2 separate regions of the Triticum aestivum genome follow, and region 2 is linked to region 1. A link is a contact called in public Hi-C data. All regions are on one chromosome and are shown on one strand. The core of a region is the stretch at or near the end of the contact, and the rest is flanking DNA. Distances in the headings are between cores, read along the strand shown. Region 1 holds the start of LOC123187348 (importin-11). Region 2 holds the start of LOC123187350.

Region 1 (4,834 bases), core at 1,260-3,759:
TGGGCCGACGTGGCCCGTGCCTAGGAGACGGCGTTCCCCTGGGCTGGCCTGGCGCCGGAGCTCATCGACCTCACAAGCCCGGGGAAGGACGACGATGCCTAGGGCAGCCCGCGGGGAGGCGTATTTTTTATGTTTAATTAAGTTTAAGTGAACTTTGACCGGCGTTTGATCGGAGTTTTAATGTTTAAAAATACGCCCGGCTGGTGTTGGGTGCATGCGCTGACTCAAAATCAAAACCGGACACAAACATCTGCTTGGCTGTCCCAAACGGACAAAATACGAAAAAATTGCGCGTCTGTGCAGGTCGTTCGGTTGGAGTTGCTCTAACCTGCTGTAAAGAAAACAGTAACGTATACTGATCGAACCCGCGTGGGAGGTTTTCTTCTTCCATAAAAAATTGCTGATCGAATACGTGTTGGTTTCGCTGTGGGGCTTTCCGTCCCCGAGTCGCTGTGGGGCTTGCATCCGTGTATATATATAATCGCGTCCCCGGCACGCAAACTCGTACGATTCAGTCTCCTGGAATTGATCAGCGCGAAGTGCTATAGCTAGCTACACGCGCCAGACACACCAACGATCCTCGCCCATGGCGTCGTCATGGTCCGAACTCCCCACATGAGCTCTTGGGACTCCTCATCGCCCGCCTCCCGTTCCCCAACGACCGCGCTCGCTTCCGGGCGGTGTGCCGCTCGTGGCGCTCGGCTCTGCGCTACCACGGTCACCAGGCACGGCAGCTAATTGTTCGACCAGGAGGCAGCTTCATGACTCCGTCCGACGGCCGCTCATATCCCCTGCCTTCCTTTCCAGACAACACAATCTGCATCGGCTCCACCGACGACTGGATTGCCCTTCGCCACCACGACCACCCTGACGGACGCAACTTCCTCTTACACAATCCTTTCACGAACACAAGCGTTCCGCTTGAACTCGACGCGGTCATCGCCAAGGCTACCAAAGTCCGCAAGGTGCTTGTGTGGTCTACCGCGGCTGGTGACCTGATCGTGGCCGTCCTAACGAACAATACAAGACGTCCGTTCATCTTGAGTCGTGGAGGCAAGGACGTCTGGTTGCCCGGGTCGTGGGACCTTCTTTATAACTTTATCGTCGACATCGCCTTCGTGGGAGACAAACTCTACGCGATCACCCAGGACGAGAACCTCTTTCCGATTGATATAGGCAATGGATGGTGACGGTAAGCTCATGGTTGCCGATGGCAGGCGCGTCGTGAGGCAACCAAGAAGTCATTATGGCTATAATGCATGGAGCGAGTCCGAGTCCGAGTCCGAGTTCGAGGAGGAGGAGGAGGCAGCAGGAGCATCAGACGAGGAGGCAACTGAGACATTCAATGTTGGGGTAGCTGGAACTTCAGATGAGGAGGCGGTGCGAGCATCAAAGGAGAAGACGGTGGGGGCATTCGATGAGTATGATGGTGAAACACTAGATGAAGAGGCATCACGGACAACAGACAAAGATGCAACCGTGCCATTAGATGACTTCGATAATCAGGAGGTAGTCGAAACATTAGACGAGGAGGCAACAAAGATATCAAATGAGGATGAAAAGGTGGTAGGGGGAACATCAAACGTGGAGCTAACATGGCCATTAAACGATGATCTTGACGAAGAATGGGACGTGACATCATCAGAAACCATGAATGTCGCATACGAGGAGGAGGGTGAGGAGGATATTGAACCATGGGTAAGGGATGAGAATTCTTTAAACGATGGTTTTGACTATGTGTACGATGATGCGCTCTCCAAGGCTCTTACCAGCATTTTCCGCTACCTTGTGGAGTCTTGCGGAAAATTGCTCATGGTGAAACACTATATGCAATTAACCGCACCTAATGGTTTGCCAACACGTTTCACTTGCCAAGTAGAGGTTTTCAAGGCGAGTGCAGGCGCATGGGTTCCGATGACCGTTGGACTCGGTGGTGACCAGGCGCTCTTTGTCAGCATGTGTTTCTCGAAGTCGGTTCCCGCATCTTGTGGTGATGTCGAGAAGGATATCATTTATTTTGTCAACACCGGCGAAGTGTTCAATATGAAGTTCAACACTTGTAGCCCGGTAAGATGGAAAGCCAGTATTACATTTGAAACATGGGTCTTTCCTTCAAAGTTGGTGGTTTAACATGTGGGCTTGTACACGACAACAAAGACCTTTTATTGTAATAGGGATGCACATTGAGCTAGTTGAATTTTTCTTTCCGGGTGACATTGAGCTAATTGATGAATACACCTCACTTTTTTTTTGTTCTTGAGTTACTTTGAGGCACTCTATTTATTTTTATTTCATAATATGGTTATTTTCGTAATCACGGGAATTAAACACATGTATTGGTTTATTATGTGCCAAAATTTTCTTTCTTTTGACGGGAATTGGCGTGAATCAGAGCGTACGTCATGCGGCCACGGACGGTGAGCAGCAGGAGGCGTATTTCCGGAACGAAAACGTAAACCTTGGAATACGTATTACGGAAGAGTAGACGTCTTCGGCCGTCCAGGAGGTGGACCTCCTCAGCCTTCTTCCGCACCCTTTCTTCCCTTCTTCCGCTCGCAACCCCACGCGACCTTCCTTCCTCTCCGATCATTCCTTCCCAGTCGCCGCCGCCGCCGCCGCCGTCCTCCCCGTCCGTGGCCGCCGCTGGTCGGGGGACAGCATGGCCCTCTCCGCCGGCGACGTGCCGACCATGTACGCGGTCCTCGCCAACTCGCTCAGCGCCGACGAGGCGACGCGGCACCCCGCCGAGTCGGCCCTCGCGCAGTGCGAGCCCCGCCCCGGCTTCTGCTCCTGCCTCCTGGTAAGCCGCCCCATTCCCGCGCCTCCCGCCCCTCCGCTCATTCGCCTCGCGGGGGGACGGGTCCTAGGGCTTTTCCTCCTCCGGGGCGCGCCCCGATCTGCGGGCGATTGGGGAGCGGTGCCATGGGGTCCGAGCGTGCTGACTTGCTGATCTGGTGCTTCTGCAGGAGATCATCTCCGCCAGGGGCTCGTCCTGCCGCGAGGACGTGCGCCTGCTCGCCACGGTTTATTTCAAGAACAGCATCAACCGCTACTGGCGGACTCGCCGGGATTCCTAGTGAGCCTTTCTGTTCAGCTCCGCTGGTTAATTATGATTCATTCAGTGTTTTCTCCAAGTGTTTTTGCTGACAGTAGTGACAATGTGCGCTAGAATCTCATCATGCTGTGAATTTAGGCTCTCTGCCTAAGCTTCCTACTGTCAACACGGCGGTGCTAGAATACTTGTATATATACTTGGTGTTGCTTTAATGTTTGATGCTGTTTTCTTTGAGTCGTCGTCTCGTTGATAGTTCTGACATAATACTCTGGAGCAAAATAGCTGATGGTTTCCAGCAGGAAGGAATAATAGCTGATCCACTGTAAATCAAATGTGTTCTAGATAACCTCTCTATGGAGTAAATTTGTTAAGAGTAGCATCAGGCCATCAACCACTATGGTGGGCCTGCCGGGATTCCTAGTGAGCCTATGTTTAGTTCCATTGGTTAATTGTGAATCCTTGAGTGTTTTTGCTGCCAGAAATGGCAATGTGTGTCAGAGCATCATACTGTGATCGAGACCCTGTGGCTCTGCCTATGCTTCTTATTGTCTATACGGCGGTGTTAGAATAATTGTATTGCTTTATTGTCAAATGTCCTTGCCTTAGTCTGATAATCCTGAGTCCTAACTTAAACTATCGAATTGTGGCTGATGGTGTCCAACAGGAAAGAGCAGTAGCTGATCCACTACCATATTAATTTTGTTATAGATCACCTCTCCATGGAGTAATACAACTGGAGATTTTTTGTATAAGCCTAACTCTGCACATCCGAAGTAGAATTTATGCTGTTACTTTTATTTCGATAACACTTGGTACCTTGTTAACGAACTCTGACATGTCACTACCAATTTGCATTATCTGTTGTAGTGGAATTAGCAACGAGGAGAAGGACCACCTTCGTAAAAATCTTTTGCTAAACATACGAGAGGAGAATAACCAGGTGCAGACTAGATAACATGTATTATACATGATCTTATGATATCAAACGGACATCATGTTTATTAATGCGAGTATGTTATCTTAATGTTGTAATGTAGATTGCACTTCAGCTAGCTGTACTAATCTCGAAGATTGCACGCTTGGATTACCCAAGAGAATGGTAAGCGTTTTTAGCACAATTCTTGTCAACTATCTTCCACATGAATTGAGGTGTTGCTCACGGTCATATCATTCAGGCGGGACCTTTTCTCTATATTGGCACAACAACTGCAATCTGCTGATGTTCTTGCTTCACATCGTGTGTTTATGGTCTTATTTCGAACTTTAAAGGAGCTGTCAACTAAACGGCTTGCTGTTGATCAGAGGAATTATGCTGAGGTATTTGATTTTGCAAAAATCACATATCCATCTATAAGTAGTATCACTCTTGATTTTCCGGGTTTCAAATTATTAGTTTGGCATAGTACCAGCTAGTTGGCCCGTAATGTGCATCGTCGCACACAGGCACACAACATTAGCAGATGTGTATTAACTCCACTATTTCTTTTGAATTCAAGCATGTTAAGTCATCTTAAGTGCTAAGCCAGAGGATTATTATAAGTTGAACCTTTCTTTGCTATCAAATACTCCTTCCGCCCCAAAATAAGTGACTCAACTTTACACTAACTTCAAAGTTAGTCTAAAGTCGAGTCACTTATTTTGGGACGGAGGGAGTAGTTCCTGAATTGATCAAGAGACATGCTATCCACATCATCTATGTTACTGTTTTCTCAAAGCATGGCAAGAGACATGCCATCCATAGCATTTGTGTTACTGTTTTCTCAAAGCATGAATTCATGC
Region 2 (4,702 bases), core at 1,978-4,477, 210 kb before region 1:
CCACGTTTTGGTGGGTTGTCTGTAGCAACGATAAATTTTCAGGCTTGTATGTTGAGTAAATTTTGTCTGGTTACGGGCAGGAATTCTCTACTGTAGTCATTAGGAAGAAAGGTTTTCTTTACAAATGCCCATTTTTGTTTGTGTGGAGAAACCGGCAAAGACCTCTTGTAAGATTATATTCGGATCCCCTCATTACTAAGATATACTCCCTCCATCCCATAATATGAGAGCGTTTTTGACACTACACTAGTATAAAAAACGCTCTTATATTTTGAGACGGAGGGAGTAGTATATTAACCTCTAATTATGGTCCCTATTTCCCAACCTTCAAATCTTATTGTTAATGTTTGCAGGATCTCCTCGCCGCCGGCTGTGTACACCATGTCCGATTCAACCTTGTTTGCCCATGTTTACTATGTGGTGTTCATCGTGTAAACACGGATCGTTCAGAGCTGATAATGAACTGATTATGCCCGGTGAGTATTTTTTGATGAATGCTACCTTGCGCCACTTGGTTGCATTATTTGATTTCAATCCAGATTAAATTGGCAGCGAAACATGCTACTCCCTTTGATCCATATTAACTGACGCTGCTTTAGGACTAAAGCAGCGTCATTTTGATCAGAGGGAGTAGTGTAGTAGATTATTCGATACATGCTCAGAGTTATCTTTTGCATATTTAATATCAATGTGATTTTGTGAAACAGCTGCTAGAATGAGGTCGGCAGCCAATGACAAAGCTGAGGCTGAGAAGATACTAAACATGAAAAGAGCAGAAGGAGGAGAAGGTGAGTCCAGGTACTCGGCTAGTGTGGGCATTGCAAGGCAGCGTCAGGCTATCGTGGATGGTCCGAGAGATGTGTCCTCACTTTCTTGGAGAACGTCCCTGGTACCACTGCAAAGGACATCATGGGCATGGTTCTGGTCACCCAATACTTTGACACCATCAAAGAGATTGGCGCCGCATCCAATTCCTATTCAGTTTTCATCCCCCATGGTCCTGGAGCTGTCAAGGATGTTGTATCGTAGATAATAGATGGGCTCCTACAGGTCCACTGAATAACTTGAACCCAGGAAACAAGCCTGCTACAACAATCGCCATAGCAGATTCCAGACTAGACACCCAAAACGCAGGTAAACTTTCTGAAGCCTCTGTCAAGCTAAGGATCATAGCTGTTTTAGATAGCATCAAGCTGACAATCAGGATTATTCTAGATTTACCCAGCCCCTAGTGACTTAAAGCATGCAGTTGGCATCTTATCCTTTCTCACAGGCTGCTGTCATTCAACATAAATCAAACACAAGCCATAGAAAAACACTTTCCTGATCTCGACACAGAATCAGCATAACCAGGTTCCATCATCATACTATAGGTTCAAAACAGGCAGTCAAACACAAATCGCAGCAAACAACTTTGCTTTATCTCGCTCATCGTAATTCAGTCTCACTGATATAAACTCATATTGTCTCACTATTTGTGCACAGAAGAAAAATTACAGAAATAACATTGGTCTTGCAAGAGCTTGCCGCAGGGGAGTCTGATATAGCTATTTATTTGCAGAAAGAAAATGCGGAAATAAGATTGATAATGCTGGAAGATTTGCGCAGGTGACTTCAGTAGTGTTACTTAGTCTTCTACCTGTGATCACAAGAAAAGTAATGTCAGCATGTTATGTTGGTTTATTTTTGTATGTACTATAAAATAGCATGCAACTAACATAAACTCTATTGTTTGGCAGGGAACAACGTGGATTTTAGTCCATCTACCTTTGTGCTGACTAACTGTAACCTAGGAAACAACCAACGGACATGGCAGATACAAGAAAAGACCCAAAATGACAAATGAACTTTCTGAAGCCTTTGTATTTCGTGTAAATACAATGTTTAACAAATTAAGAATCATGGTTTTTTTAGATAACCCAGGCCCTAATCATTATGCTGCATACTTCAGTATTGTCCATCATTGCGTAATTTCAACACAAGCCATAGAAAAAGTGCTTTGATAGAACCAGCATTCATAAGCAGGTTCCATCAGTAGTCTATAGGTTCATAGCAGTCATTCAAGTCTAAACCATACTCATCATAGTCAAGTCCTCAAGTCTCGCATAGTATGTTACAGGAAATGCATGCAGCAGAGAAGTTACGAAAGAAAAAATGAGTAGTGTGGGGCAGAGTTCAGAAGAAAAAGGGACTCTGCTATAGGTTCAGAACACCATTGATTTTAGTTAAGCAGCCTCTCAGCTGATTAACCGGAACAGAGGAAACAACCAAAACTTTCTTAAGCCACTGTAATAGTGTTCAACAAAGTGAGAATCATGTTATGTTAGAATAAATTTTTATTGTTTGATGACAGGAAACACCATGGATTTTAGACTAGTTGAACTTTCTGAATCCTGTAATCATATACATACAGCAGGCAGTTGTCATCGTGGCATTGATCATAGGCTGTCGAAGTGCTTTATGTCAATCATAAAAGGATTGTCTCCATGTTCTAATCTAGCAGTCCACAATAAAACTTCTATGCTTTCTTAGCCGCACTGTACCTTCATTCAGTGGCGGCGGCGGTTGCCCCTCTTCTTCGAGCCACCATGGGCTCGCTGATACGCCTCACGCGCCTGCAGCTGGCGGAGGCGCTGCTGGGTTTCCTGGTGTTCCATGTAGATGTGGTTCACGAGGTGACGTGCTTGATTGTCATGGCGCAGATCCCCGCAGTGCTCGCAGAACCAGTAGATGACGGGAGCTGCCACTGGCCCTCCCTGGCCAGCGGCGTTGCCCCTGCCGCCCGGCCGCCGCCCCGGCCCCCGGGACCTCCGCGACCTCCGCGTCCACCCATCTGCATGCATCACAAATTCCCAATAATCACAGGATTCGATCCAGGAATTCTGTACGGAATTGAACCAGATCTGATCTGAACGAATTCTGTACGGAATTGAACCAGATCTGATCTGAACAGGAGGAATATCACACGAACGATCGATTAATCACCTCGATTCGTTTAAGATTTGGATCTAGGGATTCGTCTGATCCGAGCGATTCGTTTAAGGCCGGGGATCTAGGGGGAGAGATCGAGGGTTACCTCGCTCTGGTGAGATCGGATCGGAGGAAGGAGGGACGGGCGTGATCCTCGCGCGGATGTTGTTGTCGTTGACGGCGGTGCGACTGCGACCGAGCGACCGAAGGATGAACAGGGAAAGTGTTCGCTTCGAGGGCATCTCCTATTTATATTATCCCCTTTTTTCGGGAGGTTGTTTTTTTCCCTTTCTGTTTCTCGAAAAATGGTTGGTTATTTTTTCTCTAAACACAGTATAGACACAAGCGCGCATACACACATCTATATGAACACACGCACGCACACCTTACCCCTATGAGCACATTGGAGCGACTGAGTCGACATATCATCTTGAGATTTACAAAGTCACCGTATTGACGGGAACGTCTCCTCTCACTGAAAGCGCATCGTCGAAAATCCTGAAATAGATCTAGAAATAATCCGAGCACCAGGACTTGAACCCTGGTGGGTTGGGGATACCACTGTTCCTCTAGCCATTCAACCACATGTTGGTTCTGATTTTTGTATTGTTTGTTGGTATTAGCGCATATAGTATATTGTAATAGGGAAACATTTTATGTTACCCCATTGATCCAGCGCTAGCGCAAGTCGCCTTCCTTAACTGCCACATGCCCTTGTGGGTCCCACCATATCTCTTCTCTAGAGATGTCTTCCCATCTACTTTGTCTTCCTCGCCACATCTTTTTCCCATCATGCAGATCCTCTCCCCTCCTTACCTGGAAAAGAATTCTATGAGACCAGGTCTCACGTGAGACCCATCCTGATGGATGACACGTGGCATTCATAAATCACAAAGCATCCCCCACCCCCACTTAAAATCAGGGGGAAGAGAGATTAGATGCTTTGTGATTTGTGAATGTCATGTGTCATCCATCAGGATGGGTCTCACCTGCTAACCGTGAAACCTGGTCTCATACAATTTTTTTCCTCCTCACCTTGCCCTTTCCCATTCTTCTAGATCGGGGTTGACACCGGCAAGTCGATGGCCACCGCTACTGCAATCTTCTCCTCCTGTATGCGTGTAACGTCGAGATGTATCGTCGTTTGCTGCAACGGCTGCTCCTGCCCGTCGTGGCAAAGCAAAATATAGCCACCACTCGTCCTCGGTGCTGCTATGGGTTTTTGTAGCACAGGGTTTGCCTCCGGCTGGCAGGTGCTACAAAGGCAACGGGGGATGCTAGGATGCTGAGACCGGGGGTCGCTGCTGAGTGACAAAATGTAGACAAACGAACACCTTTCTTGTGAATGAAACACTTACAACCAAACACCCAGAAGTACTTGATGTCTGGCTTGTTACATGTAGGTATCTCATATGGCTAGAGTTCTATTCAATATCTTACGGAGATAGAGCTGATTGGATGCATGGCATGCTGTGTTGATGGCTTCAGCCCAAAAGTTGTACGAAGACTTAAACTCTGTCATCATGGTCCTTGTCGCATCCATCAATGTCCGATTCTTTCTCATCACGACACCATTTTGTTGAGGGGTATACACAACGGAATATTGATGTTTGATTCCTCATTACTAAGAAACTCATACAAGGTGTAGTTCTTGAACTCGGTGTCGTTGTCGCTTCTTATTGCTAATAGCTTTGCATTGTGTTGATGTTGAGCTTCATTGGCAAAATCGACC

Evidence for each region. Hi-C and Micro-C count contacts between places; a contact is called where the count stands out from the background.
Region 2: a Hi-C map of leaf shows a contact between it and region 1, with 9 times the contacts expected there. The contact joins the promoter of LOC123187350 here to the promoter of LOC123187348 in region 1. A contact is called at or near these places in 2 of 5 Hi-C or Micro-C datasets (both in leaf).

What each region holds. Positions count from the first base shown.
Region 1 is chr2A:45,935,944-45,940,777 of IWGSC CS RefSeq v2.1, reverse strand. It overlaps LOC123187348 (importin-11), which reads left to right and starts at 2,509. Exons shown (of 24, transcript XM_044599205.1): 1 at 2,509-2,800; 2 at 2,967-3,076; 3 at 3,923-3,995; 4 at 4,093-4,154; 5 at 4,231-4,372. The coding sequence starts at 2,660.
Region 2 is chr2A:46,149,931-46,154,632 of IWGSC CS RefSeq v2.1, reverse strand. It overlaps LOC123187350, which reads right to left and starts at 3,227. Exons shown (of 3, transcript XM_044599206.1): 1 at 3,077-3,227; 2 at 2,544-2,833; 3 at 1,343-1,639. The coding sequence starts at 3,212. The coding sequence ends at 2,550. It overlaps LOC123187351 (a long non-coding RNA gene), which reads left to right. Exons shown (of 7, transcript XR_006493920.1): 4 at 354-476; 5 at 708-1,134; 6 at 1,562-1,656; 7 at 1,740-1,918.